Regions from separate parts of the Pan troglodytes genome. Here region 2 is linked to region 1. A link is a contact called in public capture Hi-C data. All regions are on one chromosome and are shown on one strand. The core of a region is the stretch at or near the end of the contact, and the rest is flanking DNA. Distances in the headings are between cores, read along the strand shown. Region 1 overlaps NTRK1 (neurotrophic receptor tyrosine kinase 1). Region 2 overlaps SH2D2A (SH2 domain containing 2A).

Region 1 (6,246 bases), core at 2,468-4,967:
GGAGAGCTAGTCCCACAGAGTGGTATCCATAGAAGGGAGAAGTAAGGATTGCCCTCTTCTTTAAAATGAAAGCCAGCTATTTTTCAAGCCCTTTAACTGCAATTCTGCTCTATTTTCTTTTCTCTCTCTGGAGCTGAGAGTCAGAGGGCCCTTCTCCTCCTCCTTTCAGCCCCCAACACTAAACTGATGGATTGATAAATACCTCAGCCCCTCCCCTTCCTCAACCCACCTGGCAAGTCTTCTTAGGATCTGATCCCAGTTTTCTGGAAGCAATCCTACCCCAGCCTAAGCTTCCCAGAGTTGAGCCTTAATCCTTCTCACTTCTCAGTGTCAGAGCAGAAATGAATCTTGGGGTTGACTGTGTCCATTCGGGTTATTAGCAGCTAAGAAGCCCAGACGAGTAGTGTGAGCTGCCTTGGGAGCCTCAGTGAGGGCACTGGGACTGGCCTCACTCTCTTGCCCCCAGCTTAGTGTACTTTCTCCTCTGTCTCTCCGGTGGCCCCAGGCAATCGACTGCATCACGCAGGGACGTGAGTTGGAGCGGCCACGTGCCTGCCCACCAGAGGTCTACGCCATCATGCGGGGCTGCTGGCAGCGGGAGCCCCAGCAACGCCACAGCATCAAGGATGTGCACGCCCGGCTGCAAGCCCTGGCCCAGGCACCTCCTGTCTACCTGGATGTCCTGGGCTAGGGGGCCGGCCCAGGGGCTGGGAGTGGTTAGCCGGAATACTGGGGCCTGCCCTCAGCATCCCCCATAGCTCCCAGCAGCCCCAGGATGATCTCAAAGTATCTAATTCACCCTCAGCATGTGGGAGGGGACAGGTGGGGGCTGGGAGTAGAGGATGTTCCTGCTTCTCTAGGCAAGGTCCCGTCATAGCAATTATATTTATTATCCCTTGGCTGTGTCTCTTGCCAATTATTGGGATGACGTCGTTCCAGGAGGGAGGCATTGGGATTCAGGTAGGGGGACAGCTCTCTGGGATCTTCCCCCACTCAGGTTCCCCTCAGCTGCCTACCCCTACTCCATGGACCTGTCACTCTCACCTTTGACTATAGTTTGGATCCCATTCCCATGGTCACCTGGCTCATCTGCTGGTGAGGCAGCCTCTGGTCAAACTTCCTAGACCTTGAGAGCCTAACTGTCAATCTTTGTAGTTCATGTTCAGGAAGGCTGGGCTACAGTGGAAGGGGTGGAAGTTAGATGTACTGGTAGGATGGGAGCGTTGATGGGGTGTCTTCCTTGTATTGGTGTGTCCAGGACAGAGCAAGCACGCAGCAGCAGATGAGAGAGAAACGTGTGTGGGGGGGGTGGGGGGGGCAGGAAAGGGAGGGAGCTGGACTAAGGATTGATGGAGGCAGGACCCCTTGTTCCTGCCCCTCTGTTACTCTTCTTAGCTCTAGGTGCTTTGATTAGCATCTGGAGGCCAGGTACTGTGTAAAGAGGCTATTTCCTAAGGACAAAGCCATCTCCCTGTCCCATTCTGTCCAAGGGAGTAGGTGAGGTCTCTCCTGTCCTCTGTCCCTTGGAACACGACTGGCCTTAACTGAGTGGTCTGAGGCTCTGTCAGCAGCACTGAGACTGGGTCCCATCATGTCAGGGCACCTGGCCCTGTCTTCACCTTCCCTAACCCAAAGGCTTGCATTCCACCCAGAGCCAGGGAGGAGCAGCTTCCCCGCCACCCTCAGCCCTATCACTTCCAATCACCTGTCCAGTTCCTGCAATAATGCAAGCTTCCCATGGCTCCTCAGGGCTAATCACATGGCTGTCTCATGTCCCTGGGTGCCAGTCCCACCCCACCCCCACTCCCATGATTCAATCTGTGTCTTATCACCCCTAGGCCTAGCCCTGTGGTGTGTCTGCCTCTTGTCCAGGCTGGTTAGTGCTAATGGAGGACTGACCCAGGGCTGCAGGCTGATCGATGGGGGGATTGGGGTGTGTGTGTGTGGTTGGTCCCTAAGGGCCAAGTTCACAGGCCTTCCTCTCCTGCCGGGTATGGGTGGGGCTGGTGCCGCATCACCCCTATGAGGGAGGGCACTTAAAGCAGATGGAGCCATCGGGAGGAAAGGGCTTGGGAACATGGTGAGGGATGCCGAGTTGGGGGATCAGATCCAACAGGTGAGCCCAGGGACAGATGCAGAGGGAGAGACAGTGCAGAGAGAGAGACAGGGACAGGACATACAGACATAGTGACATTGAGAGAGACTGCAGAGGGAGATATAAAGATTGAGACATGCAGATAGAGAGAAAGATGGAGACAGACACACAGACATAGCCGGACACACATGGAGGGAGAGGGTGAGACCAGCGCTGCAAACAGACACAGGTACGGCAGTGGCTCAATCAGAGGAAGTCTGGGAGGACATCATGGACTCCCCAGGGGGCTTTCTACCTCACTCACCCCCTCACCTGTGCCCTTTGAGCCTCTCTGCAGGGGCTAGGAGAGGATGGGACACCCAGACGTGGAGGCTCTGTGGGTAGAGACAGGAGGGGACCTGAGGTTTGCCCCATAGAGAGCAGGATAGGGGCATCACTAAAGAGCTGGTTTGGAGGTCAGGTAGCACGAGGGAGCTGCCAGGGCATGTGAACCATTTTCAAGGTTATCAGGCCTCAGATGTGGGGACATCAGAGGCTCTTAAACCATAACCAGAAGTATTGCTGGAAAAGCTGGGCAGGTGAGGTGAGGGATTCTGGGAATAAGGCTTGGACAGGGAAGGGAGATTCCGGGAGAGCATGGGAGAAGGAACTGAATATCTTTCATTGATCTGGGAGCGGGAGCTGGAGCCTGGCACTCCAATCCCTTCAGGTGATCTGGACCTGGGCTTTGTCTTGACTGGTGAGGAGGGGGCTTGCATCCATATTTCCCTCCCCTGAAAGCACCCCATTCCCTCCCCTTCACTGATATACAGATAGGTGTGCACATCAACAGGGAACCTGGCCTACCCCCACACGGCCTAGACACACATGTGCAAACACAGACACACGCACACACATGCACACACATACACAGACACAGAGCCCCCTCCTCAATCACTGGATTCTGCTGTCATTAACAGTGCCCCCCTCCACCTCGCTGTGGCCCTTGCCCCCTCCCTGTTAATTACCTCCTGGCTGTGCCAAGTCCATTAGCTGCCCCCGCCCTGACATACCCCAGGGGCTGAGCACCAGCTGAGATGGATAGCTGCTGGGGGATCGATGGAATGGGGCCCCAAGGACCCCGTGGGGGGCTGGGACCAGGACAACAACCTGAAGCTGTAAAGATCGGACATTTGGGTTCCCCCCAACCTGGCCCAGGCCCCTTCCTTTTCAGAGAGGGCTGTCTTGGTTGAAAGACAGGGGCTCAGAAAGGGTCGTGGGCACCTCAGGAACACCCAGCACTGAAGAAAGAAGCTGGAACTCTCCCGTCTAAGCAAGCCTCTGCCAGCTCCTCCGCATTTACTCTAGAAGGAAAGACTCAGCGGTGCAGAGACCAGTGGGGCTCCCCAGGGGCCTCCAGCACTGGGATGGGGTCTCTAAAGAACGAAGGGGTGCAAGCCACCCTCAACGCTCTCAGCCTTCCTAAGGAGCCTCTGCCTCCTTCCTGCCCTGCTCCCACAGGGGCTGGCTTCCTGACAGGAGAGCAGAGCATCTGTCCAGGTTTCCAGGAAAAGGACAGGCAGAGTGCTAGGACAGCCTTGGTGGAGAGTGACCCAGCCTGTGGCCCCTTGCATCCCCAGGCCAAAGACAGAACCTAGAGAGAATTCCAGACGACAGAGGCCCTGGCCTTTCTAAGTACGAGCTGGAGAGAGCCTGTCTTGCCAAATTCCTGAAGCAGCGTTGGACAAGCTGCCCAGCAGGGGTAGGGGAGGGGGATTCTTCTGGTAGGAGCCAGGACCCAGGAATCCAGACTTTCAGCCCGCTGCTTACTGAACTGCCAGGCGACTCAGGCACCCCTGGGATGCTGGGGAGTGAGGTGGCCCCACTGCTCTAAGCAACAGTACCCTCCCAGACTGTCTCTCTCTGTCTCCCACCCCAGCGCTGATGGACTCCCGTGCTAAGATGGAAAGTTTGAGCAGCAGTGGCTCTGGAGTGGTGGGCAGGATGGAGATCTGGAGGCAGGAAAGACAGACAAGACAGGCCAGAGCTGCAGGAGGAGCCCACACGGTGGGGCAAGGAGGGGCAGAGAGGAGAGGCAACCCAGATGCATGCAGAGACTCAGCCCTGCATGTGCAGGGAACAGAGAAGAAGGCAGAGAGCCTGAGATACAGGACAGAACCCAAGAGCCACAGAAGCAGAGCCTCAGAGGCCATGCGCTTTTCATGAGCCCTGCTTCTAGTCCAGCCCTGGGGACGAGAGGCTCTTGAACCCACCGCCTACTGAACTGGGCCCCATTCCTCTTCTTAAAGGGCTATGTTTCCTGGTGCTTAAGCCTCTAGATTCTGGAATCTGGTTGTGCCACTTACCAGCTGTGTGACATTGGGCAAGTTACTCAACCTTTCTGTACTTTAGTCTCCTCCTCTGCAAAATGAGGATAATAATAGCAATAACCTCACAGCATTGTTATGAGGTTTAAACAAGTCCCATGTGGAAAGCTCTCCCTGTAGGGTCTGGCCTTAGTAGCTGCTATGTAAAAACACTCTCTCCCCCTCCTTCTTTCCCTCCCTATTCTTCCTCCTCCTCTCTATCCTGCCAGCCCAGGCCCTAGCCCTGGTATGTGGAGGTGAGGCAGGTTGTATGTTTTGAAGGGATAGTGCTTGCAGAAGAGAAGCTCTTATTCCCTGATCCCAACCACTCCCTCTAGCTGCAGGGGACTTGCCAGGCTGCAGAGAGTGTGAGGTGAGGAAGGGCCTTCTCCCTCCCTCTGACACCCCGTGGGCTCCAGGTCCCTGCGCTGATCCAGAAGGCCCTGATGTAGGAAGAGCCTCCAGCCTCCCCTGCCCCGTGTCCCTCGTTTACTCTTCTCCTACTCCCTGATTTTCCCTAGTGAGAATTTCTCTCTCAGCTCACGGCCTCTGGGCAGCCCTCTGGGATTGGACAGGGACCTTTGTACCCTTGAAGGGTGCTTCCGAGGGCACAAATCCTCATAGACCCTGAGACAGGTCTCCAAGAGTATGGACCTTTAAGGGAAACATGCCTTAAAGGCTTTGTATCCCTTATCCCTGTGGCCTCCCGTTCCTGAGTGCCAGGAAGTCCTTCCTACAGTCTACCCTCGTGCTTCCCACCTGGATCTGAAGGGGTTACTCAGCTCCAGGCCCGCCCACGGCAGGTCCCAGCTGCCTGGGGCCTGTGGTCAGAGCTAATGTAGGCGAGAGTTGGAGGACAAGAGGGGATAAAGTTATTAGCGTCTTCATCTTTGAGGAATATCGATCGCCAGGTCTCCAGGCTCACTTGGTCTTATAATGGGGCTCACGGGGGTGTTGGGAGGGGCTCAGAAAACTCTCACAAATCCCTTTACCCATATCCTGGAGTGGGCACTGGGCTACCCATGTCTGCTGAAAGGAAGATAGGCAGAGACACAGTTTGGGAGGCGAGTGGCCTGGGAGGCAGGAGTGAGGCAGGGCTGAGAGGGGAGTCAGGGCTTGGTACCCTGGGCAAGGAGCAGACTGGAATGGGCTTGATTTCAGTTCACTACACTTTACTTTAAGGTTGAGTGTGTGTGTGTGTGTCACACACAGAAAGACAGAAAGAAAGAGAGAGAAAGTGAGCGAGAGAGGGAGAGAGAGAGAAAGAGAGAGCTTTCGCAATTGAGTTAGAGAGGTCCACGAGGGCCGCCCAAGAGCGAGGAAGGACTCCCTCCCCCCAGGCTCATGTACACAGGCTGGCCCACCAACCCCACCCTCCTGCCTGCTCCTCCAGCACTTGGATGCTCTGAAACACCTTCCCTGCCCTCTCCAGGCAGCTGTCTGGTGCTCCTTGGAATGGGATGTTCTTGATGTGATTTCATGTGTGATGGTGAAGGGTACCTCACAGTGGAGCGTGTCACCCCTTCCCACCCAGGGTGATTCTGGTCCCAGTATATCTGGGTTTGTGTTTGTGTGTGACAGTCCTTGTGAGAAGGTCTGTGTAAACTCAGCTGTCTGCATGGGTCTGTGCAAATTCGTGCTCCTAATCTGAAATCAGAAGGGATGTAGGCTGGGGACAGGGCTCAGGGATCTGGCTGTCCAACCCCTCCAGGGAGGTCCCCCTATGGGTGTTTCCAGCCAGAAGTTTCCAGCTCCTGGCTGACTGGAGACGGAGCTTAGACTGTAGAAAGACCCTGAGGGGAGAGC
Region 2 (5,459 bases), core at 2,407-4,906, 80 kb before region 1:
CTGTGATCCCAAATATGTATTGCTAATCTCAGGTACCTCTGGAGACTGGGTGAAGTCAGGAGGTTTTTTCTGTAGCACAAAATAGTGTCAGGCATAAAAATCCTATCCAGCAGGAGGTAAAGTGGCAAAATCCCTGTCCCTGAAGATGATTCAGATTGACGCTGGTAGTCACTGGTCTGGATCAGTTTGGAAGCTTCACATTGAACTTGGGTGCTAGAGAGATACCCTTGGAGACTTCCAGAGCCCTAGCCTTCATTGAAGAAAGGAGGTACAGGGTCTGTAGACTCCAATTATCTGTAAGGCACTGTGACGCCCAGAAGTGGCAAGACAGATGGGATGATTCCAAAAACAGTGTGCAAATCATACTGCAAACCACCACTGAAAAATATGGCTAAGGGTACTAGGATTCCAGTAGGGCTTAGCTACTGTGGTTTCCTGCAGGAGAGTAGCGTCGAGGAAACTCCTGCAGAGAGCATTGGATGTCAGGTGGAGGAGCTGTTGACCAGAAATAGATGCTTGAGTGTACTGTTGCAGGAAAACACTGGGAAGAATTAGTGTTTGGCAGTCCTGGTGACAGAGAGGGGAGGCTAAGGCCATAGGGGCATTTGAGGTATGTGGTGGGGACCTGGGGATGGGAAGGAAGAGGCAGAATTTAGGAACCTCACCAAGCTTCTGGTTTTGTGTGCTGGGGTAAGTTGAGGAGTCTGTTTCTCATTAAGTACAGAGAGGGTTTCATCACTTACAGGAAAACCACCCGCTTATCTGAAATCTGACCTACTTCGGGCTGGAGCCAGACAGGGCTCCTGCATCCCACAGGGACACTCAGGCTGTAGTTGTCCAGATCCATGCATCCAGCCAAGACTTCAGCAAGGAGCTTCAACCCTACCATGCTCCCAGTATTCACAGAGGCAGTGGGGGTCAGGGCTGAGATCTGCCCCTCTGGGGCGTCACGGGTGGTGAGGTGTGCTCAGCAGGGCCTAAAATCTTAGGTTCCAATGAGTCCAGTGCTTCCTTTCTTATACCAATATGCTACAGATGCAGCCCGGCCCATACGAGTCGCCACACTCCTGGGATTCAGTAATTCAACTTTAGGGGCTGTGTCATGTTGTAGCTGGAAGTGCTCTGGGCTGGGAGGCAGAAGATGGTGAGAGGGAGACTCCCAGATCTTCTGGAAATGGACAGAATTGGGCTAGATATCTCTAAGGGTCCTCTTGCCTCCCACTTCCTTCAGTTCACTCAAGAGTCTTAAGCCACATTTTTTTTAAAGCCACTTTTTAGTTCTACCAAAGATGGCATTGTATTTGGTGGTTGGAATTTCCTGGTCACTGAGAAATAACCAACAATTAGAAAACGGATAGACTTTATTTGGGAGGGCTTCCTGGAGGTGGTAGCCTCAAGTTCTGATGAACAGAAGACAGAGACAGTAATGAGGGAGAAATAAGAGTGATAACTTGGTTAAAATTAGCATGGCAGCAACAGCCAAGGGGCAGAAGGAGAAAGGTATGAAGGCCTTGGTCAGAAATGGATCCAATTAGCCCTGGAAGATGTTGGTGGGGCCGGGGCAAAGCTGGATGTGCAGTGTCACATTGACCAGAACAGTGGAGCTGAAGAAGCTGAGGTCTACGAGGATCAGACTTAGAACCCTCACAGAGATGATACGGTTGTCGTAATGAGGGTGTTTCAGTGCCTCTGCAACGCTGCTGGCCCCTTCGGAGGGGCCCAGCCACATCTCCACTCTAGCCGGGGTGCTGAGCTCACTGTCCAAGAAGCCCCAATGTATGGAAGAGTGGTTAAAGTTCAGTGGGGCCTGGGGGAAGTGGCAAGGATGTTGGAACACTCTGGGCTGCGTGCTCCTGTCTGCCCCTTTTTACCCCTTTCCCTCTAGGTTCAGCTTTCTTTTTCTTTTTTCTTTTTTTTTTTTTGAGATGGAGTCTCGCTCTGTTGCCCAGGCTGGAGTGCAGTGGTGTGATCTTGGCTTACTGCAACCTCCGCCTTCCGGGTTCAAGCGATTCTCCTGAGTAGCTGGGATCACAGGTGCCTGCCACCATGCTCGGCTAATTTTTTTGTATTTTTAGTTTCACCATGTTGGCCAGGCTGGTCTCGAATTCCTGACCTCAGGTGACCCACCTGCCTCGGCCTCCCAAAGTGTTGGGATTATAGGCGTGAGCCACCGTGCCCAGCACAACCGGCCTAAGTTCAGCTTTCTTTCAAATGAGGACTCAGTGATGACCAGCCCCGCCCCTCCCTGAGTGGGTTCATGGGATGTGATGTTACTCTTCAGTCCCCCTGAGAAGCCCCTGAGCCAGAGTTACAGATCACCTTACTGAGACTGTGCTGCATTAGTTGAGGGGGCAGATAGGATGAAAGGGGCAGCTCAGGGGAGGCTGGAGCAGGAAAGAGCCATCAGGGTAAGGCGTGGAGCTGAAGGGGCAGGGGCTGGAGGACAAAGCTGGACCCTATAGTGGGAGCAGTGCTCTCTGCTCACAGCAAGGTCTTCCATGTGCGTGACAGGGTGAGAGGCTGCCCTTCCACAGATCTAAGAGTGGGCTCAGCCAGAGAGGCTCTGCCTGGAGGAGGCAGGAGGAGGGATGGAATGACCATGGGAAGACTGTCGGTGAGAAATGCCCTCCCCCTCCTGGCATGTGGAGTCTCGCTCAGCATGATCGCCCCAGTTCGCTTTTATTGTACAAGTTACTCAACTTCTCCCTCCTGAGGTCTCACCGCAGCCCCAGGCCTCACCTTGGAGTAAAGTCAGCAGGATTGTGCAGGGGTGCCCCTCGTGATGGGGAGGGAGCTTCCACCACCTTGGTCTTCAGGGCTGGGCCTGCAGCTGTGGCCCTCAGCAAGACTGGGACCTTATCCTTTAGCCTAGGAGGGGCCCTGGGGTATTAAGAGGAACACTGGGTTGGGATGACAAGATCTGGTCCCTGGGCCTGACTGCCTTTGGCTCCCTGTCACCTCCCCTCTCTAGACCTCAGTTTCCTCTTTAGTTGAGCCAAATACTCTGTCATCAAGGGTCTCTGAAGTCCCTTCTAGCCCCAGCAGTATTGCTTTTCAAAGCCCTTCACTTGCACGGTCTCATTTGTGTGCAATGAGACCCTGTGCGCAAATGAGGCATCTCCATGCATAAGGAATGGAGGGACCAGTGTCACAGAAAAAGAGTTCCCCTGCTGAAGGTTGCACAACTAGTTAGCACAGGGTCATAACAGACCCAGGGCTCTTGATGCCATAGCTTCATCTGAGCTCCACCACCCCTTTGGTGTGTCCACCCCATGCTCTGTGGAGCCACAGAAGGAAGAAGAGGGTCCCTAGGTCCTGCTCTGCCCCTGGCTTTGCTCCTGCCCCTGTTCTGCTCCAGGCTTTCTCCTCCAGAAACATCAAGTGGGTCACTAGGCATTTCTGGTCCCTTCCCCACACCTGCCCATTCTGTTACACCCCAAAGTCTGGAGAAATCTATTTTCTGACTTTCTAATTTCTGTCTCTTGCTGTATAATAAATATGCCACTCTTTTCTGCCTCCTCCCCTGCCCCAAGGAATCAGCCACGAGGTAACTGACTCCCTGCGTCTAATCTGAGACCTTTCTGGCACTTTGAGCCTCCTCTCTGATTTCAGCAAAGCCATCTGCTCCTCCCTCCCTGCCCCTCTGCCTCCCTCCCCACCTCTCCTCTTGCTCAGGAGGACATTTAGATCTGAGGTCTAAACAAAGGGAAGTGGAACTCCAACTCTGTTGACTCAGCAACCATATTTCTCCTTAAGCTGATTAGCACTGGAGTGGAAAGGAGGGGAATTGGCCAGTCACTGGAGCTGGCGCCTGGGCCAGGCTGGGGGTGGTATGGTGGTGGCAGTGCCCAGGCCTAGGAACTGTGGCCTAAGGAAAGGGTCTGGAAGATTCCTGTGCCTCAGGTAGGTACAGGGGCCCTGACTGGCGCTGATTGCCTGGACTAGCCTCTTGTAGGAATGAGTGTGAAAAGAACAGGCTGCACAGATGGGACCACAGGAGTCCCCAGGCCTGGGCAGCTCTGGAGGGGTGGTCTCTGCTCTGAGCCCTGAGGATAATCCAGGGGCAGACACAGCCCTGCCTTAGAAAGCCCCCTGTCTGGCTGGGCATGGTGGCTCACACCTGTAATCCCAGCACTTGGGGAGGCTGTGACAGGAATATAGCTTGAGGCCTGGGGTTTGAGACCAGCTCTGGCAACACAGTGAGACCCTGTCTCTATAATTTTTTTCCCCCCAAGACGGAGTCTTGCTCTGTCGCCCAGGCTGGAGTACAGTGGTGCGATCTTGGCTCCCTGCAACCTCCGCCTCCCAGGTTCACGCAATTCTCCTGCCTCAGCCTCCCGAGTAGCTGGGATTACAGGCATGTGCCACCATGCCCGGCTGACTTTTGTATTTTTAGTAGAGATGTTTCACCAAATTGGCCAGGCTGTTCTCAAACTCCTGACCTCAGGTGATCTGCCCACCTCGGCCTCCCAAAGTGCTGGGATTGCAGGCATGAGCTACCACGCCCAGCCAAAAAAAATTTTTTATTTTAATTAGCTGGGCTTGGTGGTGGGCACCTGTAGTCCCAGCAACTTGGGAGGCTAAGGCTGCACTGAGCTATGATCGTGCCACTATAGTCCAGCCTGGGCGACAGGGCAAGACCCTGTCTAAAAAAAAAAAAAAAGAAAGTCCCCAGTCTGAGACAAAAGTAAGACCCAGGGCATATGCCAGAGCCCCAGAGTGTAGAGCTTTGCACGGGAACAGGAGGCTGGCTCTGAAGTGGGTCTGGGCAGAGAATGGGGAAGCAAGAGGGATAGGGGAGAGAATGGGGTCCTGATTGAGGCAAAGGGCCTAAGCCCAAGAGGCTGGGAAGATGAGAGGCCTGGAGCCAGTTCCGAGGGGATTCCTGTCCTCTAAGGGGCTCACACACACATCTTCCTCCTCCCCAGTCCTGTACTTGGCAGGGCGGTTGCAGAGGAGGTGAAGGGGCTGTCCCTCAACTGCTCACCTCTCTGCCCCTCTTTCTTTATGCCTCAGGTGGTACAGCCACCCCTATGTCCCTGGCTGCCTACTCAACCCATCCCAGCTAGAGAAGGAATAGTTTGCAGAGGTCTGTGTTCCTGGCCTTGGTGTCTGTCAATCCTCAAGCCCCTCCACCCTCACTGCAGTGGCAGTTCAACTCCTTGCCTTCCACAGTATGAGAGAGAGAAAGTCAGAGACAGAAACAGAAGGAGCCTGGAGGACTTGAATCCCTGTAGGAGAAGGCAGTTGGTGATGATTTATTAGCCAGACAAGAATCAACAAACAAGTTCTAACATCTGTTCTCACCAAACCATTCCTCAGACAACAGCAGCGTTGGACCAGGGCCCAGACTCAAAAGGCTCAGAGGGCCAAGGAAATTAGACTCCAGGAGGAGAAACCAGGACAGTGGGAGCTAACAGGGCCCTCCTTGCACACTTCTTTGCTGTCTTAGATCACCA

Evidence for each region. Capture Hi-C pulls out chosen DNA fragments and counts their contacts.
Region 2: a capture Hi-C map of stem cell-derived neural stem cells shows a contact between it and region 1, with 2.2 times the contacts expected there. The contact joins two enhancer-like sites. A contact is called at or near these places in 1 of 7 Hi-C or Micro-C datasets (stem cell-derived neural progenitor cells) and 1 of 1 other capture datasets (stem cell-derived neural stem cells).

Annotation. Positions count from the first base shown.
Region 1 is chr1:92,312,587-92,318,832 of NHGRI_mPanTro3-v2.0_pri, reverse strand. NTRK1 (neurotrophic receptor tyrosine kinase 1) reads left to right here. Exons shown (of 17, transcript XM_003308515.6): 17 at 506-899. The coding sequence ends at 691. Among named protein-coding and RNA genes, the nearest start is that of PEAR1, 9.5 kb to the right of the region's middle. Within about 2 kb of position 3,717, at least 1 of the 24 cell types and tissues checked has an H3K27ac peak or open chromatin away from gene starts, as enhancers often do. A contact at or near this core is called in stem cell-derived neural stem cells, where this site is marked.
Region 2 is chr1:92,393,163-92,398,621 of NHGRI_mPanTro3-v2.0_pri, reverse strand. It overlaps SH2D2A (SH2 domain containing 2A), which reads right to left. Exons shown (of 9, transcript XM_001167540.7): 9 at 5,229-5,459. Among named protein-coding and RNA genes, the nearest start is that of SH2D2A, 14 kb to the right of the region's middle. Within about 2 kb of position 3,656, at least 2 of the 24 cell types and tissues checked have an H3K27ac peak or open chromatin away from gene starts, as enhancers often do. A contact at or near this core is called in stem cell-derived neural stem cells, where this site is marked.